5 separate regions of the Mus musculus genome follow, and all the other regions are linked to region 1. The links are chromatin contacts, called in public HiChIP or PLAC-seq and promoter capture Hi-C maps. All regions are on one chromosome and are shown on one strand. Each heading gives the region's core, a stretch centred on a gene start, on an enhancer-like site or on the middle of the called end of the contact. The rest is flanking DNA. Distances are from core to core; before and after follow the strand shown.

Region 1 (2,713 bases), core at 71-2,570:
GTTTTGTCTTCTCTAAGACAAAGGATCTTTGTACACTCACCAAGAATAAAGTATCTACTTTTTACCTACCATGTTACAAAACCTTACTATTCCTCAACCATACTCTTTTGTCTTCTCTCTTACTCGCCCGATTCTATGAATGCCAGACTGACCAGAACTCAGTGATCCTCCAGCCTCAGCATCCCTAGCGCTACACTTTCATGTGTGCATCTCCATGGCTGGTTCCTTTATGGGGGCGGAGGAGCACCCACGTGCCACACTTTGCTCTGCAAAGACCTTACAACTTGTAGGAGTTGATCCCTCCCTCCACCCTTTTTATCTAGCTTGGATCTTTAGGCTAGGCAGCAAACGTATTTAACCAAAGGAAGAAAATCTCACCCACTCTGTCTTTATCTGGATTGAACGCCAGACCAAGGGCAGAAAAGTGGACCTATCGGTCAGGCTAATCAGCAGACTAGCTGTGGTCTATCCCGAAAGCGAGTCAGCCAAGGAACCACACTGCCTAGGCCAGAACGAACAGGAAGTTTTCTTAAATGCATCTTAAGTCAGTTCACGGCCGGCTAGTAGCCACCCAGGAAACCTGTAGCTCTTGCCTAATTGCGTCGAGGTCTCCTGAGGGCTTCCCAATTATCCAACGGGACTGCTGCAATTTCCTCTACTCTTAGTACCTAACCGACACTCACAGGTCAGGAATATTCCACAGCAGAGATGGGCTGGACCACTCCCGCCCAGTGACGCTCGATTGCGGTCCAGGAGCTACAGCCCCAGCAGGATCTACTAGGGTGTGGCGCTCTGCCTCTTGGGCATCCTTATTTCTGGCCCTTCCATTCTGAGAAAGGATTTAATGAGCATCGGGGGTTTAAGTTGCTCTCCCTCCCTCTGAAACCTTCCACTTAACTACACAGAAAGTACTTTTCTATTCTCCACGGCCGCGATCATCCGTGGTCTGCATTTGCTGTTGTCTGCTTGGGAACCCGGTTACATTGCAACCCTGAAACTCGGTGATCACTGGTGGGGCTCACACCTCCACCCTCCAAGAGCCTGCGTCCTTCCACGAGGCTGACCCGAGTGCTCCCCGGATAGCGGCTCCCGCCCAGGCTAGTGGGTGCACGTGCCCACCGGGTCCCCAAGCGAAGCTAGTAGGAGAGCTGACCCCGGTGGAGACAAGGACCATACCTGGCAGTAGGATCGCTGCAAAGCAAGGAAAGAGGGTGCCGTGGACACCGAGGAGAGCCTTAAGGACAGACGCGAGCGCGACCCTGTACCGGAGCAGCACTAAGCGCCTCCCACTCTGTCTTCCTTTCCTGCTCGTTAAGCCCCGCCCAGTTCTCCCCTTTCGGGCCCGCCCTCCCTCCGCGCCGCCTCCCCATTGGCTCAGCGTGCCATCACTCCAATAGAAGAGCGTGACCGAGGCGGCCGCTCGGCCTGCCCAGACTAGGGGCGAGGGCACGGGGGCGGGGGTTGTCCTGCCTTTCTGGGCCTAGCCTGCTTGGGGCATAGCTGGAATGCCTGGCGAGCCTCCGGCTGGGAACCTGGGGCCCGGCCGAGGGTCTACGGAGCCCGGATGCGGGGCGGGGCGGGGCTGGGCTGCGCGGCGGGCATGAGGGCTTGAGCCCGCCGCACGTACTCCGAGTCTCACACGCACTCGGCGTGGCTGCGGCGCCACACGTCCGGCCCACGACCTTGCTGATGACCTTCGCGGCTCGGCCCTCCAGCCGGCCAACCCCCCACCGGGAGGTTCTGGAGCCCCCGGCGGTGTGGAAACGTTGATGCGCGGCCAGAGGGCCTCACTCCCGCGTGGAATTGGGTGGGGGTGGGGGGGATGAGGGGGAAATGCATGGATACTGCGCCTGCGCACTGAGCGCCCTCGCCGCTGGTCCTGGCTCTCTGGTGCCATCTGCCAAGGTGACCCCGTCCTTTTGTCCTTGCTGTAGTGAGTCTCAGGCCGAGGTAGCCAAGGGAAAGTGACCTTTCCCTTAATATTACCTAATCATTTGTTACTGTGTGGAGGGTACCGAATCCTACTGTCCAGCTCACGCTAATAAGGCAGTACCTTTGTGCTACACCCACCCAGCCACTCCACCCTACTTTAGAACTTTCCTTACTTCTCTGGTGTACTAGCTCAGTGTGGATTTATTCTTCATCCATGTTAATGTTCCTTTGTTTAAAGATCTAATACTTCTTTCCCCTGCTTGTGGCCTCGATGTTCTTGACCTACCAGTTCTTGAGACTCATACTCAAGTCGTCCCGACGCATTTCTCAAAAGTCTAGACTAGTAATATTCCACAATGATGTGACAAACGTCCGGAAGCGCAGGGTGGAGCCATTTCACCCTTCTGATGAAGAAAATAAAGCTGGTGTTTAACCACAGCTGTGGGTAGGCAGAGGCAGGCGGATTTCTGAGTTCAAGGCCTGCCTGGTCTACATAGTGAATTCTAATTCAGATGGGGCATAGTGATGAGACCTTGTCAAAAAAAAAAAAAAAAGAAAGAGAAAGAAAGAAAGAAAGAAAGAAAGAAAGAAAGAAAAGAAAAGAAAAGAGAAAAAGAAAGAAATGAAGAAAAGAGAAAAAATAAAAGTGATGATAGCTAGCCAGTCAGTGCTAATGTGAGCCTTTAATCTACAGAGCTAGTTCCTGAACAGATAAGTTACAAGGAGAAACCCTGTCCAAAAAAAACCAAACAAACAAACCCAAAACCAAACAATATTTTAA
Region 2 (2,713 bases), core at 148-2,647, 250 kb before region 1:
TGTTCCCAACCCTAAAGGGGAGAGGAAATGACAGGCAGCAAGGCAATCCCAAATTTCTCTAATTCCCTGTCTGAGTAAGAATTCCACTGCACAAAATCTGCTAATCCTGATTGGCTCCCTAGTAAACCATAGTCACAGCCCCTACCTGGGCTCTCTCTGCAAACAAGAGGTAAAAACAAACAAAACAAAACAGCTTCACCTGGGTAGAGAGGGCTACTTCATGGTCAGACATCAAGCCACAGGTACCAAACGTGACCTTGTCCACACCTCTGCCTTCTTTGGCAGCAAACCCTTTCCATTTCCACTCTCCTCCTACTCAATGCAAAAAAATCACACAAAATACACATACACCACAGCAAAAACTAACATACAAGAATAAAGAAAAGTATGTGAATCTCAATTTTAACATAGATGTCAATGTTTATAGCCTCTCCAAGCTGGAAAGAGAATTGCCACAAACTCCAAAAAGAAGGCTTTGCTCCTTCAGAAAGAACAGAAGAGAAGCTGATGTGATATGACAGTTCCCTTTGAAAACACACTAAGATGATACAGTTGCAATCGTCATCCACAGCTATCCCCCTCATGTGTCACCTCACAAGAATTATAATTTGCTCTAGCGAACAGGCTCTCAATCAAAACAAGTTCCACCCACCTTCAAAGCAACCAATAGTTGCCCACCTACCACCCTTCCTAAAACAGCCAAACAGATCCATCCTGTGGCCCAGCGATCACCACAAGGCACATGGCTAATGAGGCAGTCTGCAGGTCTGCTCTGCAGGTCTTTAAGACAGACAAGCTCTACAAAATGCACTGGGCAAACCCAGGCTATAATCACACGGAAGAGAGGAAGAGGTGAAGGAAAGGGGTAGAGACATGGATAGAGACTCACAAAGCTTCACACTGTACATTTGCTTAATTCATCTCCTGGTAGACCCCATGCACAGCTCTGATTTTATGCTTCGCAATGCCACCTCTGCATGGCCAGCTGGCAGAATCAAAGGCTTTAGGCACATGCACTATGAATGGCAAGATGATTCATAAACATCTTCAGAAGGAGCTTGAGCAGCAAAGCCAATGTCTTCGAAAGGCCAGGGGAAGATCGCCTACCTGCAGGGGCTGAATGGATCATCCATGACTAACACGGGCTCTCGTGAGTCTAGCTGGATCCCTGCACCTCTACTTACTGCTAAAACTCTGCCCTTTTCTACTCTAAGTACTCAAAATGGAGGCCCATGCAGGCTGAGACCTCACAGAGCTCTCTCTCACTGAGCTTGTGCTATGACCTAAGCCTTCACGCAGAACGCTGAAACTTCCCTCACTCTGACAGGACTGAGCATGTGCTGTGACCCTCCCTCATCCACACACTGTCTCTCCACAACGCAATCAATCTCAACCCTGCTGTTTCCGTAAATAAAGACCAGCCAACAGACTCTGCAGCTTCTCCGAGCACACCAAGCTAGTGTGCAGGGAAGTGGGGCCTTAGAAAGGGGATTCCAGACAGCCAACACCAGGGAACTCCACAAGCCAAGCCAGAAGCGTCCGTCCTCAGGAGACAACAGCAAGTTTTCTTTTGTCTTTTCTATTTTTTAAGTAAGTCAGGTTTTTAAATAACCATGTTTTCAACAAAGAACAAGAACGAGGAAAACAGGTACAAATAACTGCACCTGAAATTAAGCGCAGAAACAGCAGCAGTGCTTAGGAGAAGCAACTAAACACATGTCTTTTTGAAAACGCACTTGACAAAAAGACCAAACAAGCAAGCTAGCCACATAGGTATGGCCACAATGGAGACAGCACTAATACAGCACACAAGGAATGCCATACTTCATGCAAAAAGAACCCCCAAATCTCCAAGTGATTAAATTACAGCATCCTCTAAGGTAATTAATATGAGCCCAGCCAGGTCTCCAAGAATGAACTGAAACAATAAAAACAGCAACAAGGTTCAGATCAAGGATGGGGGGGGGGGGGGGAAATAACCTCAGCAGCAGAGCACTAACCTAGCATGAACCATAATGGTTGGCTGACACTAACCCCCCCTCAGTTAAGTGAACGTGCATGCATATGCCCCTCCCCCCAAATGCCTAAAGACCATCCACTATAAACACCTCAGCATACTTGGAAAAACAAAACAAAACAAAAAAACAACTAACCAACCAACCAACCAACCAACCAAACAAACAAACAAAACATTTCAAGTGCCCTGATTCATTCTCGCACAACACTATCTATAAACCTAAATCTATTAAAACTCATTTTGAAAGATTTCTAAAGCCATGTAACAAGTCCATCTCACTACAGCAATACTGAGGACCAAAGTACTCAGTCACCCTGCCCACAGAGCAGCCAAGAGAGGCCCTGGTAAAACCCTGCAGAACAAGCCTGTCTACCCATCCAGCGTTCGCCTCCCACAAAGCACTGTTTATCATTATGAAATAGCAGGTACGCAGGTTACTCCCGCCTGCAAACTAAATGATCTTTACACCACTCAGTTATAACTTAAAGAAACATCACAAAATTCCCTCAAAACATAAAAGATTGGAAAAAAGGACAGGACCAACTGTTTCTCAGAAATGGAATGGAGTCAAAAAACGAAAATCTTTTCCAAGAACATGAGTTCTTACAGATTCTTAGAGCAGGACATGGTGCTCGGTACCATGTGCAGAGCCCTGTTCATCCTGTGAGACAACATGAGTTCTAAGCTGAGGAATCT
Region 3 (2,713 bases), core at 77-2,576, 230 kb before region 1:
GGTGTAAAGCAGAGGTGGAGAGTTGGGGTTCTGCCTGAGAATGGACACACAGGCTCAGACATTGGAAGGTCCGGTTCCCAGTGGGTGGATGGTTTAGGAAGGGTTAGTAGGTGTGGCCTTCTTGGAGGTGTGTCACTGGGGTTGGGTCTAGCCTCTGCCCCCCTCTGATACAGTACACAGCACCCCCTCAGCTACTGTCCAGTGCCGTGCCTGCTATCGCCGTGGACAACCCTCTGAAACTGTGAGTAAATGTTCTCTTACATAAAGTAGTCATGGTGTCTCTTTACAACAATAGAACAGTGAAGACACCTTGACCGCAGGGCATGGAAACACTAGAAGGTATACAAGCTGAGTCTGACATCTCATGATCACAGGGTCACATGATTTTAAAAACTAAAATGACCAACTCACGGCTAAAGATGTATCTCAGAGACTACTCTTAAGTTTGATGGCAAAATATTCTGAAGATTTGTATTGGTCAACACTGTTTTATGTCCTCAAGTTTCTTAATCCCAGGGAATCAGTCTTTCTGATACAGGTTCTCTGGCTGGCCTGGAGCTCACTATGTAGACCAGGCATGCTGGCCTCAAAATCACAGAGATCCACCTCCCTCTGCCTCCTGAATGCTGAAATTAAAAGTGCCACCATACCCAGGCATTGAGTAAAATCTTAAAAATTACTGAGGCCCTCCCCCCAATTTCTTCCTCTCTTCTCCCTCTCTTTCCTCTCCTCCCTCTCCTCTTTTCTTTACTTTCTTCCTTCCTTCTCTCTTTCAATGTGTGTTGGTGTTTTGCCTGCATGTATGTCTGTGTGGGACTATCATATTCTGGAGTTACAGACAGTTCTGAGCTGCCATGTGGGTGCTGGGATTTGAACCCAGGTACTCTGGAAGCCATTGAGTCATCTCTCCGGTCCCCAGGGTTAATTTTTAAATTAACAGAGGCCAAGGGAATCAGATGCCTTTGTAACTGGAATGACAGATAAGTGGGAGCCACCTGCTATGGTGCTGGGAACTGAATTTAGGTCTGGGAGAGCAAGGTGTGCTTAACTACTGAGCAATCTTCCCAGCCCTGGTTTTGTTTAGAGACAGGTTCTCACTATATAACTAACTTTGGCTGTCCTGAAACTCCCTGGCCTCAAACTCACAGGGATCCACTTGGCTCTACCTCCTGATCCTTGAGATTAAAGGTGTGTGCCACCGCGGTCAGCAAGACTATACTTTCAACAAACCAAATTCAGAAAATGAACAGTACTTTTAATTTCACTTTCTTCTGGAGCTGGAACATTTGGCCCCCTGCCACCAGTCACATCGACTTTAAAGGAGCCTGGCAACATTGCCCGGTTCCAAGAGCTGAGCCTCCTGTTCTGCTGCTTTCTGAATTGTGCTTCAGGATAGTAGGCCTGGTTAACATGGGAAAATAACTTTCAGAGCAAACATTTGCATTTAAGACTTGCAGGGTTAGAAGCCACTGCTTTAAGTTAAAGTTTGCCCACATAATAACAGAAATCTAATTACAGCTAACACTCCTAACTGGTCATAAATAATTCAAATAGCTGGTTAAGAAATGAGAAAATCAGTAGAAACACTGAAACATTACATTTCCCATTTTATGTAAATTAGTTTTTCTTGTTTTAGATGTCTTAATTATATTTCTTTTTCCTACTTACTCAAATGAAAACAAAGACTGTAACCTCTAATACCTGTTGGTCTATTTATATAACTTTTCCATCTACACCATTTTTCTAATACAAACATGCCCTGGAAGCTTATCTCACTCCACATGTAGGACAACAAAGGGCCACTGGCTGCTGCAGAGGAGAAATGGAAGCAGGAAATGAGAAGGCTTTGTTAATCCCTGGGTAATCGATTAGTGTATTCACTCAAGTGTAAGCAGAGCTGGGAAAACGTTCAGTTCTTTTCTTTTCTTTTTTTTAAGTGTGGGGGTGGGGATGGCAATGGAGAAATCGAAGTGTCACAAACATTTTAAAATAGGGATTTTTGTCAAAAAACTTCATCATGTTCCAGCACTAATGTCTTAGAATGATTTTTTTCTTTGAAATCACTGTCCTCATTTTTGAAAAACCAGTTTTAATTTTAGGCTATTCTTTAATTATTGAGATATAATTTACATAAACTAAAATTACTTGTAATGCTGAATAAGTTTGAGTCATGCACCGAATTTGTGTTATCAGCCCAGACATAAGATGGGGGCCACTTCCATTACCACAAAGCCACAACTCAGAGCCACCACGGCCATGCTGAGACAGCTGGCCTTCAAGATTACTAGAAAGTGATGCCCTGATCCTCCGCTCTCCCACACACTTCCCATTTATAGGACACACCATTCTATGGAGCTGCTGTGCAGCCATCTCCACCAGGAACAACTTCAGACAAACCAAATTCCAGGTGAAGGTCAAACCAACTGTCAGGTAAAGATGTCTCTAGAAACTTCCAGAGAAGATTACTTACAGAAATAAGTGAAAACAACTGGCAAAAATAAGTGCTAATTCATTTTAAGGCATTCTTTCATCAAACCATACAATCAGTATTTAACGAGCGCCTGCTAGGGACTGAGTGTTCTAGAAAAGGTCAGTGACAGCAGCCGGGGATGGGGACGTCCAGAGAGCCTGTAAAGCTTGCTTTCCACAGGAGCAGCAGGCCCACTCCTGGGCCCTAAGTCAGATAGATAATCACTAAGTGCAGGGGGACCAA
Region 4 (2,713 bases), core at 107-2,606, 140 kb before region 1:
ATAAAATAAAATAAAGCAAACAAGGCTCTGGCAACTAACTAAACACAATTAGTGTGATAACGAAATTCTGACAAAAGCTGGATCAATGAAAAGTCAAAAAGCTCTAAACAAGCAGAGCCAGACATTTCTCTAACATAGAAAGACGTGGTGCACTCAGCAAACAGAAGTGCAAGGGGTTCGAGATCATCCTCTGCACTAGAGCCAGTACAGTGAGAGTCAGTACAGTGAGAGCTATTTCAACAAGCAGGTGCATGGAGGAGCTCAATGGCTGGAGGGTGGAGGGAGAGGAGGCTGCTGCAGAAGTCTGGTGTCTCAGCCCCGTTGACACAGACACCACAGTAGTGATTAAAATGTTACAAAGCAGACAATAAGTATATCGTCCCTACCGCACAGACTGTTACAGTGGTATTTAAAGTCTCAGTCTCTGCTTAATGCTTAGGTTAGAGATGTGAGCTCTTAGGTGTTCCTGCTGCTGTAGTTAACTGCTCCCTTGCTTCCCTGTTATGTCAACAATGGATTCTTTATTTCTCTGGAATGATAATCCCAGAATAAACTCTTTCTTTTGGAAAAACTGTTCGTTTTATTGTTTTTGTTTGTTTGTTCGTTTGTTTTTGAAACAGCATCTTACTAAAGAAAATACCCCACCCCAAAATCATAGCCCAAAACAGGCCCAAGGCTTCAAGATTCCTGCCACCCATGGAATTTTAGAAAGCAGCCAACCCCCACTACACTTCCTGGACCTCTGAGATCATAGAAACCAAGAACCTGATTTATCTTTCCACCCTACAGTTCAGAAAGGCAATTTCTGGGCCTCTCAAGGCCATGAGCACATGACATGACACATGACACATCCCATACCCTCGAACAAGGACTATGGTACAGTCCTCTCAGCTGAAAAAGCTGCTCTCACCATTCTGAGGTCAAGCTGGGTCTGTTCTCTCATTTTCCTCCACTGATTTATTACTAGTCCTGGCTGGCCTGAAACTCACTATGTGAACGAGGCTGGCTTTAAACCACAGAGATTCACCTGCCTCTGCCTCCAAAGTACTCTAAAGGTGCATGCACACCACTATAGCTGGCCCTAAACTGTTCATTTTTTACTAAGCAAATACTAATAGGTATAATTTAAGAGATTTATTAATTTGAGCCCCTTCCAAAAATACTTGTTAAATTTTCATAATAGAAAAAAAAAAGCACTCATTTTGAAGAAAGATTTGGACACTGTACTAGTGTTCACTATCAACCTGACAATCAGACCTGCGGGCAGCGCCCTTCCCCGGCTGAGACTCGGTGCTGTGTAAACGGGGAAAGGGAGCTAGCTGAGCAGCTGTTTGCCTTGGTCTTCCCCTCTCTCTGCCTCATGACTGAGGTCACATCACCAGGTCTCTAAGCTTAAGCTTATGCAGCTCTGTTGTCCCCACCATGGCAGTCTGCAACCTGGAACTTCGAGCCAAAGTAAACCTGCTCCCTTGTTTTGGCCAAATATTTTTATCATAGCAATATAAAAAGAAACCAAGACAGAAATTTAATTTTTTGTCTTTGTTGGCTGGTTGGTGATACCAAAAAACTCCAAAAAGTTCACTACATACTACATATGCATGACATGCCAACTACATATGATACGTTTCAATGTTTAAAAGGAAAAGACTAATGAGTAAATTGAATGACCCACCTTTCCAGGGCTGCAAAGGTGGCTCAGCAGTTGGGTACACTTGCAGAGGACCCAGTTTTGAATCCCAGTACATACATGGCATCAGACAATCGGCTCTAACTTTAGTTCCAAGGGATCTGATGATCTTCTGGCCTCCTCAGGCACAGACACACATGTGCTACACAGACATAATGCAGGCAAAACACCCATACCCATACAATGAAAATTTCTCCAACCTTGGTCATATAAAAAGATCCTAATCAACTCCTCCTGTTCTTTATGCACAGAATAAATTGGTCTGAGAAGTCCTAAAGACCGTGTTACAGGGCATAACTTCAATTGTCATTTTATTCAAAGGCATACAATTCACTTCTGATGCTGACACTCAAGCCCAGCAGAGACCTGTTTCCACCCATCTATTTTTAAATTATTAGCAGATAATCCGGTGGCTTCGTGGTAAAAGCAGCTGTGAACACAGCAGCACACACCACTGGAGTGTGCTGACTTGACAGTGTGGCAAATGCACGGTGAGTGTGTGCTCTCTTTTACTCTTTTAAAGCTCAGCAGCCACAAAGAAACTACCACCTTTAATACCCAGATCACTAGGAGCTCACTGGCTTTGGAAAAGCAAGATGTAAGAAACAGGTCTGTTTGCTGCAGAACTGAGCAATGAGTGCAAATGCTAATGGCATGAACACTTGGCTTTCACATCAAGATCTAAACATACCACAAATTCTTTAAAATATCCACAGAGAACTTACAATTATCAAAATTAAAATGTTTCTTTCTAAAGTTACTTATAGTCATTGCCTAATTTTACCCACCAAACCCAAACATGGCTGACATATAACCACCATAAAATTTTACAGCCCTTCTAATGTACTAAGCAGGTAGCAGTATTAAACTTCAGTTTCTCTTGCTAGCATCCTTTTGTTCCAGCTCTGAGGCCGAACCTCTCACTTCTAAGAGTGTGCACTACTCATCCTTTATCAACTACAAGCATCCACTTCAAACAGACTAGGAGTATAGAGGCCATCAGGATGGTTCAGCAGGTAAAGGTAC
Region 5 (2,713 bases), core at 59-2,558, 150 kb after region 1:
GCCAAGTACACATACACGTGACACATACACATACATACATGCAGTCAGTTCACACACATAAAATAAAATGAATAAATCTTTTTTAAAAGCGTCTAAGAAAGTGCAGGTAATGGGGGCCTGAAGTTTATAAATGTCGTGAAAAGCTTAAAGAAGCATACCTCTGTGCATTTTACAGTTGGCACACTATCGTCTGAGAGTGGCTGGACGCACCACAACCACTGTGGTATAGAATTGGAAGCTGTGGGCTTTTAGGCCAGGGCAGCCACCTAACTCATCTTCTAGCCTGCAGACTGGAACTTCTCTCCATGGGCAGCAGAGACTGCCAGATCGCGGTGAAGTAGGAGGCAAAGGGCACAGACTGTCTCCAATTCCTTTCTAAATGGCAGACCTCTTCCTATGGGCAAGTTCTGCACCCACCCACACCTTGCTGGGAGATTCTGGCTGGGGCAGATACAGAGACCACCCTCTTCAGAGACGCTCAGACAGGTTTGGCTCCAACTTTTTGGGCAAGTTGGGCACCCTTCCATGGTTCGGGGATGCATGTGACTGCCAGTAGGACACACCACCTTGACACCTAGATAGGGAAAGCACGAATGCCACAGCACAGCACGCAAGGCCCGGGACCCATAAGCCTGGGTCTGGGGCCTGGAGGCAAAGCCGGGTCTCCTACTCACCTGATGAGGTGAAAAGCCCAGATTAGGTGGTCCGTGGAGGGCCCGCGCGTAGTTCGGACGATGCTGAGGTATAGGTAGAGGGCGATGGCCACCGTCCAGAAGAAGGAGCTGGTGTTGGCGAAAGTAGAGAGAGCGCCCTGAAGGACGCAATCCCACGAAGTGCCCGCAAAGTCCTGCAGCACTCCGTAGAAGTACGAGGCAGCCGAGAGCAGGTCCGCTAGCGACAGGAAGAGTAGCAGGCGCCGCGCCCGGCTACGCAGGTCAGGCCACAGGGCGTGCGTGGCCACCAGGAGGCCCGAGCCCAGAGCTGACAGCGCACACGACAGCAGCACCACCGCGCGCTCCCACGGCAGCAGCTCGGTGGGAGGCGCGGGTGAGGGCATGGTGGGTTGGGGACCAAGGGCAGACAGCCAGGGTGCACAGGCCTAAGGGTGCCGAGAGGTCGTGGCCAAGCCGAGCCCGCGGTCGCCTCTGTCTGGGCATTTGGCGCCCGGGCTCGCGTCCCCACGGGTCCCGCCTGCGTCCCAGCCCCGCCCAGTCTAACAACTACACAACAGCGGTCTCACCGCGGCGCCCTCCACTCCCTGTCCCTGAGCTCTACAATCCTACCCTGAGTCCTCCAGGTCCCTCCCTTGAGCACTCCACGCCCGCCCCTGAGCACTCTAATCTCGTCCCGAGTCCCCGCCCCTGCTGTCTCCAAGCTGGTAGCCCCTTCATGAGCTCTCCACACCCCGACTCTGTAACCCTGCGCGCTCTCCTCGCGTCCCGCCCCTGCACCCCGCCCCTGCGCAGTAACACATCCGAATCTGAAGCTCCAGCGCTCCGCCCCTGAGCTCTCCATGTCCCGCCCTGTAGCCCCAGAGCCCCGCCCAGCCTCCTTCAAGCTCCTCCCATGCCCCCCACTTGCGCATTGCTCCGCCCTGATGCTCTTTCAGCCTCAAGCTCAATCGCTTCTCCGCGTTTCCCCACGCCTCTGCGCCTCTACGCTTCCCTCTTACCTAGTACCTCCCAGTCCTGTCCCAATCGTTGCCTTCTGCCTCTCAGAGCCACTCTAGGAGGTTAGCAAATGGCCAGGACATCCTGTTCTGGGGGTTGGGGGGAGGCGGGGAGGGGAGAATGGCATTTTTAAGGCTAATGTTACTTTCCCCTGATCAGCCTGCTTACGTGTGTGTTGGGGAGGGGAGGGGTGGTTGCTGGAAACATTCTTTCCGATGGTGGCAAAAACAGGTCCAGAGCATGGCCTACATTCCTGAAGCTTGGGTACTCGAAATCTTCACAAGATCTGTGGTGGTGATTTGGGGAAGTTTCTAACTTTTGTTACAATGAAAGTATTGTGTTTTTGTGGGGCTGGGTGTACAACTCAGGACCTTACACATCCCAATGAAGTGCTCACCTACTGAAATATATATATACTTTTAGTTCCTTGTTTATTCTATATACCTTATTAGTGCTATTTTAAAAATACATTTTATCATTTTACGTGCGTGGATATTTTGTCTGCACGGATGTACCTGTACCATGTGTATGCAGTGCCCACAGAGGCTAGAAAAGTGCGTCAGACTCCCCACCCCCTGCACCATGTGGGGGCTGGATTCGAATCTGATCCTCTGGAAGAGCAGCAAGTGCTCTTAACCGCTGAGCCATCTCTCCAGCGCCAGGTGCGATGTTAAGGAATGAAACATTAGTGCCTATGAGATGGCCTTGAGTAATTGCCAGGGCAGAATAACACTGACAGTCTGAATTTGATTCTCAGGACGCACTTGGTGGGGTAAATTGTCATCTGACCTCCACATCTGACCTCCACACCTGTGGCTGGCGTACCCCCATACCCATAAATTTAAAAAAATGTAATTTTAAATATGTTACATGAAAAGAAAAAAGTAAGGAAGCATAGTTCCCAGTTTACAGAGGTTTTTTTTTTTTTTCTTGTTTGAACATTTTGTATTTCTTAGGGATGGAGATACTTGTGCAAGATCCAGCTTGCATATTCGATGGCCCACAACCACTTATGACTCCAGCTGCAGTGCATCCCATGGCCT

What was found. Promoter capture Hi-C pulls out the DNA fragments that hold promoters and counts their contacts. HiChIP or PLAC-seq counts read pairs in DNA pulled down with a chosen protein or histone mark. Capture Hi-C pulls out chosen DNA fragments and counts their contacts.
Region 2: an H3K4me3 HiChIP or PLAC-seq map of embryonic limb bud shows a contact between it and region 1, with 3 times the contacts expected there. The contact joins the enhancer-like site here to the promoter of Eno1 in region 1. A contact is called at or near these places in 9 of 39 promoter capture datasets (the 3T3-L1 cell line, the C10 cell line, the HPC-7 cell line and 5 more), 20 of 115 datasets of contacts at active chromatin or transcription factors (the 230-238 cell line, the SCID.adh cell line, T-cell acute lymphoblastic leukemia and 15 more) and 3 of 9 other capture datasets (adipose tissue, liver and pancreatic islet).
Region 3: a promoter capture Hi-C map of liver shows a contact between it and region 1, with 3 times the contacts expected there. The contact joins the enhancer-like site here to the promoter of Eno1 in region 1. A contact is called at or near these places in 13 of 39 promoter capture datasets (the 3T3-L1 cell line, 3T3-L1-derived adipocytes, the C10 cell line and 9 more), 3 of 484 Hi-C or Micro-C datasets (bone marrow-derived macrophages, embryonic fibroblasts and liver), 22 of 115 datasets of contacts at active chromatin or transcription factors (the NIH/3T3 cell line, the SCID.adh cell line, T-cell acute lymphoblastic leukemia and 15 more) and 4 of 9 other capture datasets (adipose tissue, bone marrow-derived macrophages, liver and 1 more).
Region 4: an H3K4me3 HiChIP or PLAC-seq map of bone marrow-derived macrophages shows a contact between it and region 1, with 2.6 times the contacts expected there. The contact joins the enhancer-like site here to the promoter of Eno1 in region 1. A contact is called at or near these places in 1 of 15 datasets of contacts at CTCF or cohesin (the NIH/3T3 cell line), 7 of 115 datasets of contacts at active chromatin or transcription factors (the SCID.adh cell line, bone marrow-derived macrophages, embryonic stem cells and 3 more) and 2 of 9 other capture datasets (adipose tissue and pancreatic islet).
Region 5: a contact with region 1 is called in a promoter capture Hi-C map of adipose tissue. The contact joins the promoter of Gpr157 here to the promoter of Eno1 in region 1. A contact is called at or near these places in 3 of 484 Hi-C or Micro-C datasets (embryonic stem cells and nephron progenitors), 4 of 115 datasets of contacts at active chromatin or transcription factors (embryonic stem cells, memory CD8 T cells and pancreatic cancer cells) and 3 of 9 other capture datasets (adipose tissue, liver and pancreatic islet).

The regions. Positions count from the first base shown.
Region 1 is chr4:150,235,804-150,238,516 of GRCm38.p6, reverse strand. It overlaps Eno1 (enolase 1, alpha non-neuron), which reads right to left and starts at 1,320. Exons shown (of 12, transcript NM_023119.2): 1 at 1,177-1,320.
Region 2 is chr4:150,486,970-150,489,682 of GRCm38.p6, reverse strand. The region is part of intron 7 of Rere (arginine glutamic acid dipeptide (RE) repeats); the gene reads right to left. Among named protein-coding and RNA genes, the nearest start is that of Gm52709, 21 kb to the right of the region's middle. Within about 2 kb of position 1,397, at least 273 of the 459 cell types and tissues checked have an H3K27ac peak or open chromatin away from gene starts, as enhancers often do. A contact at or near this core is called in the HPC-7 cell line, adipose tissue, bone marrow-derived macrophages and 8 more, where this site is marked.
Region 3 is chr4:150,461,149-150,463,861 of GRCm38.p6, reverse strand. All of the region lies in intron 4 of Rere (arginine glutamic acid dipeptide (RE) repeats), which reads right to left. It overlaps Gm52709 (a long non-coding RNA gene), which reads left to right. Exons shown (of 2, transcript XR_003955312.1): 1 at 1-241. Among named protein-coding and RNA genes, the nearest start is that of Gm52709, 4.9 kb to the left of the region's middle. Within about 2 kb of position 1,326, at least 54 of the 459 cell types and tissues checked have an H3K27ac peak or open chromatin away from gene starts, as enhancers often do. A contact at or near this core is called in the HPC-7 cell line, adipose tissue, hepatocytes and 3 more, where this site is marked.
Region 4 is chr4:150,378,099-150,380,811 of GRCm38.p6, reverse strand. All of the region lies in intron 1 of Rere (arginine glutamic acid dipeptide (RE) repeats), which reads right to left. Among named protein-coding and RNA genes, the nearest start is that of Gm52709, 88 kb to the left of the region's middle. Within about 2 kb of position 1,356, at least 13 of the 459 cell types and tissues checked have an H3K27ac peak or open chromatin away from gene starts, as enhancers often do. A contact at or near this core is called in bone marrow-derived macrophages, where this site is marked.
Region 5 is chr4:150,086,098-150,088,810 of GRCm38.p6, reverse strand. It overlaps Gpr157 (G protein-coupled receptor 157), which reads right to left and starts at 1,308. Exons shown (of 4, transcript NM_177366.3): 1 at 675-1,308. The coding sequence starts at 1,057.